Linked DNA regions of Sus scrofa: region 2 is linked to region 1. A link is a contact called in public Hi-C data. All regions are on one chromosome and are shown on one strand. The core of a region is the stretch at or near the end of the contact, and the rest is flanking DNA. Distances in the headings are between cores, read along the strand shown. Region 1 overlaps AKAP6 (A-kinase anchor protein 6). Region 2 overlaps ARHGAP5 (rho GTPase-activating protein 5).

Region 1 (4,855 bases), core at 800-3,299:
AGTAGTATTTCTTTATGGAGAAAGGAAAATTTATTTATCTATTCATCAGTTAATGAGTACTTGGGCTGTTTGCATTTGGGGGCTATTATTAATGTCTTTCCTCCATATTTTAGATTCCTTAAGGTATTAGCTGTTGTGATTATTTGTCCTTGTATTCCTTTCTTAAAATCTTTATTCCTGAAATTTTTTTCCTTTTATTTCTAATTCTTTCCTAAGTTTTTTACCTCTGTTAAAATCTTCTTTTTCTTCAATCATCATACTTCTGAGTTCTTCCAATTCTGATTCATGTTTTTATTCCATAGCTTCTATCATTTTCTTAATTGCTTTTGGCTCAGTTGGAAATTGGGTGTCATTTTCCTGTGTTTTGTGGGCATATCTTTCTGGCATGCTCTCATTGTCAGCAAGTTATTCTGCTCCTTATTTTCCTTTTTATTTTAAAATTGAAGTATAGTTGACTTATATTAGTTTCAGGTATATAACATAGTGATTCAATATTTCTATAGATTACTTCACCAAGTTATTACAATACTATTGGCCATATTCCCTATTCTGTACATTATACCCCTGTAGATCATTTATGTTATAACTGATAGTTTGTACTTCTTAATCTCCTTCACCAACTTTTCCTATCCCTCCACCACTCTCCCCTCTGGCAACCACTAGTTTGTCCTCTGTAACTGTGAGTCTATTTGTTTTATAATAATTCCTTCATTTTGTTTTCTGCTCCTTAATCTCTCTTTTTTAAATAATAATTTTGGGAGTTCCCATCGTGGCGCAGTGGAAATGAATCCAACTAGGAACCATGAGGTTGCGGGTTCAATCCCTGGCCTTGCTCAGTGGGTTAAGGATCCAGTGTTGCTGTGACCTGTGGTGTAGATCACAGAGGAGGCTCAGATCTGGCGTTGCTGTGGCTGTGGCATAGGCCAGCAGCTGTAGCTCCAATTTGACCCGTAGCCTGAGAACCTCCATATGCCAGGGGTGTGGCCCTGAAAAGACAAAAGACAAAAAAAAAAAAAAAAAAAAAAAAAGAAAAGGAAAAGAAAAAACCTCCTAAGACAAGAATATACAAAGCTAAGTATAACATAAGCAACACACAATTATACAGCTTCCATCATTTGCAGAAAGTAAGTAACATTATTGTCTGTGAAGTTTATGAAGTCAGTATTTATCCTTATATTACTAAAAAAGAAAGTGATATACCTGAAATTTAAAAGCCTCAAGAGTAGGGCAATATTATAATTCTAAAGTGCTAATTACCACACTATATATAAAGATGTACATAATTGGAATGAAGATCTATTATCCTAATCTGAAGAATTCTTTTCTAAGTAGATTTTTCTCTGCTTTGGATTCCTTTTGAAAATGAAAGTAAATTTGATATTTGAACTGTTCGTACAACTTTAGGGCACTAGGAAAATTGCCATCTTGAACAAGTTAACTTTCTTTTATATAATAAGGTATATTTGCCAAGGCTTTTCATTCATACTAACTTGCTATAAGGTAGGCAGATTGAACAAGCTGGGACTTTGATCACTGGGGAATATCTGCAGCAAAATGGATGGAATCCCTGCCTTACAAAGTAAATTACTGTGATTTCCTAAAATGATGACCAGATCAGCCTTGCAAAGTTGGGAAAGGAAGGTTTCAGACAAGTGAACATAAGGGAAATGTTTAAATTTTCTCTTTTGTCATAGTTTGGGTCCCACTATATAATTAAGGTTTACAGCCTCTGAACAGAAATGAGAACGTCAACAGGAACAGTTCAGAAATTCATGTTTATGATGTAGACAAGAAGCATGTAGTCCAGAGACCAGGCCCCATCTGTGCAGCTTCACCAGGCGCCTGAACTTTATCAGGATGTCAGCCCCTGCAGCACACAGGGAAGAATTTCCAGTGTGGTCATCACACAAGTATCTTTCTGTTTGGTTTCACTCTCATTCAGCACTGTGTTGAAGTCTAAAGTTTGATCCCAGAGTAATAAGAAGCCTGGGATTTCTGGTTTTGCCTGCCCTGACCTAGTGCTGAGAATGAGAGAAAAGGGTATTCTCGCCATAGGTGCTGTTCAGAGAACTCTCAGTCAAGACAAGTTTCTTGTTAATGAGCTGCCTCTAGTCTACACCAGGGCCATTTGAGGGCTAAAATGTGAAGCAGCTAAGATAAGGTTTGGACTCCTGCTGACTTTACCATATCAGGTGCTAAAAATGCGCATTGGGAGGGAAGATTCAGGCCCACTCCCTCCCGGACTTGATCAAAATCTATTTCTTCTATACTGAGTTTTCTTAGGTCCTACTCAGTAAATGAGAAGGCCCTATTCTTTTTCTTTTTTCTTTTCTTCTTAGGGGGGCTATGCCTGCAGCATGTGGAAATTCCCAGAGCAGGGATCAAACCTGGGCCACAGCAGCAACACAAGACACTGCAGTGACAACACCGGATCCTTAATCCACTACAGATAAGGCCCTATCCTGTAGACTACCTCAGTGATTCCACAGTGCTGGCTTCACCAGGAAAACTCTTTTGTTAGCCATCTCATTATAGCAAATCCTTTCCCATCTTAAACGCCATATTCTGAAAGACTCTACCTGTTGGAAAAGCTAAATTTATTTATAAATTCTTATTTTTTCCATTTTTCTACTTATCCAATGACAAATACAGTTGTTTCTCAGAGCTCCCTGACCAATATGAGTAAGTTACCTCATGGGCTTGATAGAATTTCAGACAGAAAGCAATAAAAAAAAACAGGGGGGTAGGGGGTCAGTCTCTGAAACCATACCATGTATAAATGTATAATCTATTAAAATTTTTGGAGTTTCCAAAGTAGTTTGGATATCACAGCTTGAAGATCATTGATTTTTTTTTCATATTAAATTATTTATCCTAATATGTATTATTCTCTCCTCTTGAGTAAGACAATATCTTTCTTTGACTAAAATGAATATAATTATTAGCACTAAAGAAGAAGCAAGTCCATTAAGAGTTATATTTGAAGTCCATGGACATGATACCGTTTTCTGACTCTGGTGATGACTAGCCCTGCCACCCACAGATACATGACAATTCAAGGTATCTATTTTGAAATAGTTATTTTGACCCAACCGTTCGACAAACCATCACTAAACCATAATATTATCTTGGTTGATTTAGATTTCATATCTATCAAAATTATTTGTTTCAATTTGAGAGCATGATTTATTTGATAAAGGCTTGCTATTAGCTAGCCTTTTTTTTTTTTTTTTTTTTTGGCTGCACCTGCAACATGTGGAAGTTCAGGGCCAGGAATCAAACCACAACAGCAACCCAAGCCACAGCAGTGACAATGTTGGATTCTTAATCAGCTGAGCCCCCAGAGAACTCATTGAATGTTTACTTCTGAAAATAATTGTATTTGGTGATTTTTTTACATAGTATTATAGCTTTTTACTCTGTATTTTGAGGTTTGGTTTTTGTAAAAAGAATTTTGGTCTTTGCTTTTTGCTCTATTTTTTGGCCACACATGCAGCAGGCAGAAGTTTCTGGGCCAGGTATGTTCCAAACCCAAGCTGCAGCAATGACCTAAGCCACAGGAATGACAATGCCAGATCCTTAACCACTAGGCCACCAGGGAACTCTGCTTTTTGTTCTAACTATGTTTCTATAAAGATAATATTTCTACTTATTTTTATTTCTTTTTTGTCCTCATCTGCTGTTGCAAGTTCTCAGGCCAGGGATTGAACCTGAGCCAAATCTGAGCTGCATCTGCGCCCTATACCACAGAAGCAGCAATGCTGGATCCTTAACTCACTGTACTGGGCTGGGGATCAAACCAGCAACGCCAGAGTCAAGCCGGATCATTAACCCACTGAGCCACAGAGGGAATGCCTATTTTTCCTCCTTTTGAAAGGTTTGCTCAATTAAATACTGTGGCACTGTATGTCATTAAAAGACTGCTCAGCAGTAAAATGAAACCATGGTGGTGGGAGTTCCCATCGTGGCACAGCAGAAACGAATCCAACTAAGAACCATGAGGTTGTGGGTTCGATCCCTGGCCTCGTTCAGTGGGTTAAGGATCTGGTGTTGCCATAAGCTGTGGTGTAGGTTGCAGATGAGGCTCGGATCTGGCATTGCTGTGGCTCTGACGTAGGCTGGCAGCAACAGCTCCGATTAGACCCCGGGCCTGGGAACCTCCATATGCTGCGGGTATGGCCCTAAAAGGACAAAAAAGACCAAATATATATAATTTATAATTATGTTTTTTATAAAAAAACCAAATATATATAATTTATAATTATGTTTTTTATAAAAAACCAAATATATATAATTTATAATTATAATTATGTTTTTTTATAAATATATATATATAGAGAGAGAGAGAGAGAAAGCGCTAAAATGAAACCATGGTAAATGCTGCTTTTCATATAAAATATTATGATAATATCTAGACCAATTTCCATGAATTCTATTGGTCTTGGAATTATTATTGTACCTGCTTTTTATGATCAAATAGCCTCACGCATTTCTCACATCTTGAAAATGTTAATACTTACCCCTTTTTATGTTTTGAAATGCATGTATTTCTGCCCTTTCTTACACATGTTCCTCCACTACTAAAAAAAAAAATTTAACCTCTCCCCAAAAAAACCCCAAAACTTCAGCCCTTAAGAATGATGAGATAAAGTTAACAACAAAATCTCTTCCTCTTTCCCTTCCTCTCATCAAAGTGGCCACTCCAGAATGTCCTGTTTTGACCAACCACCTTCTCCAACCGGCTCATTTAATATAGGCATGTGGACAGTAAACTCAATCATTTGTTTGGAATTTATACTTCATGTACTTCCAAAGTAGGTTTGGGGCAGGTTACAGACATTATGTGATTTAAAAA
Region 2 (4,855 bases), core at 619-3,118, 350 kb after region 1:
TTGCCCTACCTCCCAGCCAGCAGTGCAGTCTAGACCATCCAGCAGCCAATCTCAGTCCCACAATCCTATTTAGTAATCTATTCAGGCTGCTCATGGTCTCACCCATGTCTTTCATCCCTTGTGCCCATTTACAGTCAGTCCTGTTTGCACCTTGAGTCCCAGACATCCATTGATGTTCTTTCTAAGGATTTGCATATTCTTGACATTTCATATAAATGGAATCACATAATATACGGCCTCGTACATCTGGCTTCTTTGACTTATAATACTTTTGAGTTCAGGCATCAGTAATTCCTTTTCATTGCTGAACAATATTCTTTTGTATGGATATATCACATTTTTGATCTATTCATCAGTTAGTTGGTATTTAGATTGTTGGCATTTTTTTGGTTATTATGGATAATGGTATTATGAACATACAAATGTGCATGGCTGTATGTTTCCATTTCTCTTCGGTAGATACCTATGGGTAAAATTGATGGGTTATATAGTAAATTTATGTTTAGTATTATAAGAAAATGCTGAATATTTTTCAAAGTGGTTGCACCATTTTACATTTCCAGCAGCAATGTGTGAGGGTCCTAGTTTCTATACAACATGGCCAATACTTGTTATCATATGTCTTTTTACTACAGCCACTCTAATGGATAAATGGTATCTTAACGTAGTTTGAATTGACATTTCCCTAATGACAAATGATGATGTTGGACATCTTTTTTTTCTTTGCTTTTTAGGGCTGCACTTATGGCATATGGAAGTTCCCGGGGTAGGGGCTGAATCAGAGCTGCAGCTGCTGGCCTACACCTCAGCCATAGCAGTGTGGGATCCAAGCCATGTTTGTGACCTACACCACAGCTCACGTCAACACCGGATCCCTGATCCACTGAGTGAGGCCAGGGATTGAATCCACATCCTCTTGGGACCCTAGTTGGATTCATTTCCACTGTGCAACAACAGGAACTCCCTTGAGCATCTTTTTATGTGGTTATTACCCATTGGTATAGCTATTAAAATCTTATGCCTATTTTAAAACTAGGTTGTTAGCCTTATAATTGAGTTAGCCTCACTGGATCTAAAATTCTCAGGTTGAATTTTCCCCAAAAAATCCCTGTGACTTAGTTTAATATTTCCCAACACTTTCCAAGAATCACTTCCTAGCAAAATGTTGTAAAAGATACAACATCATTGAGTAAAATGCTTTCTCTTGTAGGATATTCTTACAGCTAGTTTACTTGTTAATATTATAGTTGTTTAGACTTTCTTTCCTCTTTCTTTCTTGTTCAGACAAGATGGTTTCATGTCAGCTATCATGTTTGATTTTGTTGTAGAAAATATTCATTTATTCTATCAGAAGATCTGGATGAAGGACTATTAAACAGTGAGCAATGTGCTCCTTGATCCATGACAACTGGGATCTCTCTCTCAATAACAGGAGCCTGGAGCAGGACTTTTGAGGCATTTCAATCAAAAATGAGTTACTATAGCTAACCTTCTTCTCCTTGGTGCCTAATTCATTTTAAGTTAGTAAGTGTTTTTGAAAGTGAGTTAAACTCTTTTAAGCTAAGGGAATACAATTTTAGAGCACTTCAAAGTGATCTTTTCATTTGATACCTCGAAATACTGCCATGCCTTTTTGGATTTTGCCGTGCAAGGCGACTTCTTGGCCTCAAAGAAATCATGTGCCACAGTGATTTAGGGATTAGAAAGAGAAGGGTCTGGTTCAGTTTGGATTCACCTCTGATTTACTATTTGTACATCTGCAGTGTGGCCTGTGGGTTTGTGTGACTGTGGTAAGCATCCCAGGTGTCATCCTAACTCTAATAAAAGAGCTCTGGCTTTGACAGTGTTCTGTAAGTTCGCCTTGTGTTGGAACAGGCTGCTGACAATTCTTTGAAGTTACCTGAGGGTAAAACTCTTCACCGTCCCCATCACCTCATCACTTAAATTGCTGTAATTGGCTACCAATAGTCTACCATTCAGATAAGTATTTATATTGTTAACTAAGCCATCACAGTAATAGGTGTTTGCCAAGGTGTTTTCAGAAATAAGATGCTGCTATGTACATCTGCAGCTTAGAGGGAATGCTTGCACAGCAGGTTCTACTAAGACACTGAGAATAAATACTCTGCAAGCTGCTAAAATGAAAGGTTCTCATTTGAAAATTAAGTCCTCATACAGAGTGGACACACTTTAGGAATGCTGACACTTGGAACTCTCCTTAGACCCTCCTGTTCCTACTAACTGCCTCCCTGCCCTATTACATTGGTCCAAATTTCATTTAGTATTTGTTTAGTTTAATTTTTTTGAGAAATCTTTTTACTTGAAAGTGATATATATTAAGTGTAAGCTGATGATAAGGTAAATATTTCTAGTTTACTCTGGATTATTTTATATATGAAATATACTTGGAGTTTGATATTTCTTGTAAATTCAATATGATTCCAAATTTGTTCAAATATAAAAAGTATATGAATACTTAAATAGTCTGGAAGGAAATATATAAAAATATTAACAGGGCTATCTCTGGGTAGCTTTCTAAAAAATATATTTATCATACATACTTTCTTACATATTCATCTGTTTATACTTTCTCATATATCCACAAACTTTATTGGACTTTTAAAAAACATGATATTTTGTAATGCTGCACATACCAATCATATTTCCTCATTTACAACATTCCTTAAAATTACACTGTCTGGCAGAGAGAATACAGTCAATAAGAGTTTTGAAATTTAGGTAGACCACCTCTTTGGAATATTATTTTTGATATTTCCTCTCATTCAACAGCTATCAATTTGTACCCACTATATTTCAAAAAGTGCTAAAAAGGGAATGTAAACATGAAAGGCATGGTTCCTGCCTGCAGTGAGCTATGTCTCAGGATTGGATCTTAACTGAGAACTAGGCCCATAGATTATATCTTTTAGTGAAGAGCAAATAAGTCTTTTCATTTCTATTATTCTATAATAGCTTTATCATTTATACTGTCTCCTTCTAAACATGACAAGCATAGACAGACATATAGTTAGATATAAGTATAGATAAAAATTTCTCAAGAATGTAGCATTTGCATGGACAACAGTATCTCCTTAATCTAACTAACAACTAACTTTCTCAAACTACTTTTATGATTATGGTATTTTTCAGACTTAGATTCTGATTGTTAGGGGTATTGTGAGTCAACTCATTTTTCTCTTCTACTGTCAAGTTTGTAGTCACATGGTTTTGTTTTTTTGCAGATTTTAGGTTGGTGCCATACCACCAAATGACACAGAGCCCATTCCAAGACCAAATGAAATCTTGTTTTAACTGGCATATAGCTGTTTTTATTTGGGTTTCTGTGGAATTTGGAAGTCTGTAACTCATCCAAAATAAGGGCATTCCACAGATTCCATTTCGTAAAAGCTATCCCTCCTTCATATACTGTTTCCATTTCCTTCAATGTAACTAAACTTTTTAGCAGGACATTCCAAGAAAAGTGATAAGGGAGGTGTTTTAAAACAAGAACAACAAAGAATTCTTATTCAAGAAGTGCTGTGGATAATATTAATAATAGTAGCAGCAGGAGTAATAATAACAGTAGTATAGAAAAATAACAATCATAATATAATTAAACACTTAAAACATTCTTTTAAATAAATTCAGAACATCTAAGGATTAAAAATATCAACACTTTGTATATGTACCAGTTGCAGTACAAAGAATAGTCACAATTCTTTAGCAATGTGCATTGTTTTTCAAATTGTTTAAACAAAAACTATGTTTTTCTGGGCTGCCAAATCTTTAGCCTAAAAATCTTAGTTTTTCTTTTAAATGTAAAAGCAAGCATTCAAATGCAAAGATAAACAGGGACAGATTCTGCTATGAAGAGGAGGCTTTAAGGAACACCTTGGTATCTACCCATGTAAGATTAATCCTGTGGCATCTTGTTTCCTGAGAAATACATTATATGGAAGCTCCCCACATACAAGGGTCAGTCTCTTTTGATCATAGGTATAACTCACTAAAGTAAATGGGGATAAAGTGCACATATCAAGATGAGCATGGGACCCACAGAATACAATAGCAGAGGGGACTTTCAGAACATGAATGAGCATTTGGTTTATTGAACTGTAATAAGGGTTGTGTTCCAGGTCCTCATTTCATCTGGGAAAGACTCAGTACCCTTTCCTGAATGCTTGCCTTTGTGGGAGCTCATGACAGAGTGTTTTGTTCTAGTGATGTGCTGCCCACTATCTTCTCACGGAGCACGGTTTAGGACAAATACTTCTGAGTGTGCTAATTTATGTGAAATATGTTCCATAAGAGCTGAAGTACTTCCAAGACTGACCAAGAAAGAAATAGAAAATAGGAACAGACCAATCACAGGTACATAAATTGAAACTGTGATTAAAAACTTTCAACAAACAAAAGTCTAAGACTGGATGGCTTCACAGGCAAATTCTATCAAACATTTATAGAGGAGTTAACAAGTATCCTTCTGAAACTATTCTAAAAAACTTCAGTGGAAGGAATGCTTCCAAACCCTTTCTATGAGGCCACCATCACACTGATACCAAAACAAGACAAAGATACCACAAAAAAGAAAATTACTGTCCAATATCACTGAGGAACATGATGCAAAAATGTTCAACAAGATATTAGCAAAAAGAATCCAACAATACATTAAAAGGATCATAGACCATGATCAAGAAGTATTTATCCCAGGAAGCAAGGATTTTTTAGCATCCACAAATCAATCACTGTGATACACCACATTAATAAATTGAAGAATAAAAACCATATAATCCTCTCAATAGACACAGAAAAAGCTTTTGACAAAATTCAATACCAATTTACAATAAAACCTCAT

Evidence for each region. Hi-C and Micro-C count contacts between places; a contact is called where the count stands out from the background.
Region 2: a contact with region 1 is called in a Hi-C map of omental adipose tissue, with 1.6 times the contacts expected there. The contact joins two enhancer-like sites. A contact is called at or near these places in 16 of 47 Hi-C or Micro-C datasets (alveolar macrophages, embryonic fibroblasts, fetal heart ventricle and 10 more) and 2 of 2 datasets of contacts at active chromatin or transcription factors (alveolar macrophages and skeletal muscle).

The regions. Positions count from the first base shown.
Region 1 is chr7:67,255,017-67,259,871 of Sscrofa11.1, forward strand. All of the region lies in intron 4 of AKAP6 (A-kinase anchor protein 6), which reads right to left. Among named protein-coding and RNA genes, the nearest start is that of AKAP6, 200 kb to the right of the region's middle. Within about 2 kb of position 2,050, at least 22 of the 83 cell types and tissues checked have an H3K27ac peak or open chromatin away from gene starts, as enhancers often do. A contact at or near this core is called in omental adipose tissue, where this site is marked.
Region 2 is chr7:67,601,718-67,606,572 of Sscrofa11.1, forward strand. The region is part of intron 1 of ARHGAP5 (rho GTPase-activating protein 5); the gene reads right to left. Among named protein-coding and RNA genes, the nearest start is that of ARHGAP5, 27 kb to the right of the region's middle. Within about 2 kb of position 1,869, at least 2 of the 83 cell types and tissues checked have an H3K27ac peak or open chromatin away from gene starts, as enhancers often do. A contact at or near this core is called in omental adipose tissue, where this site is marked.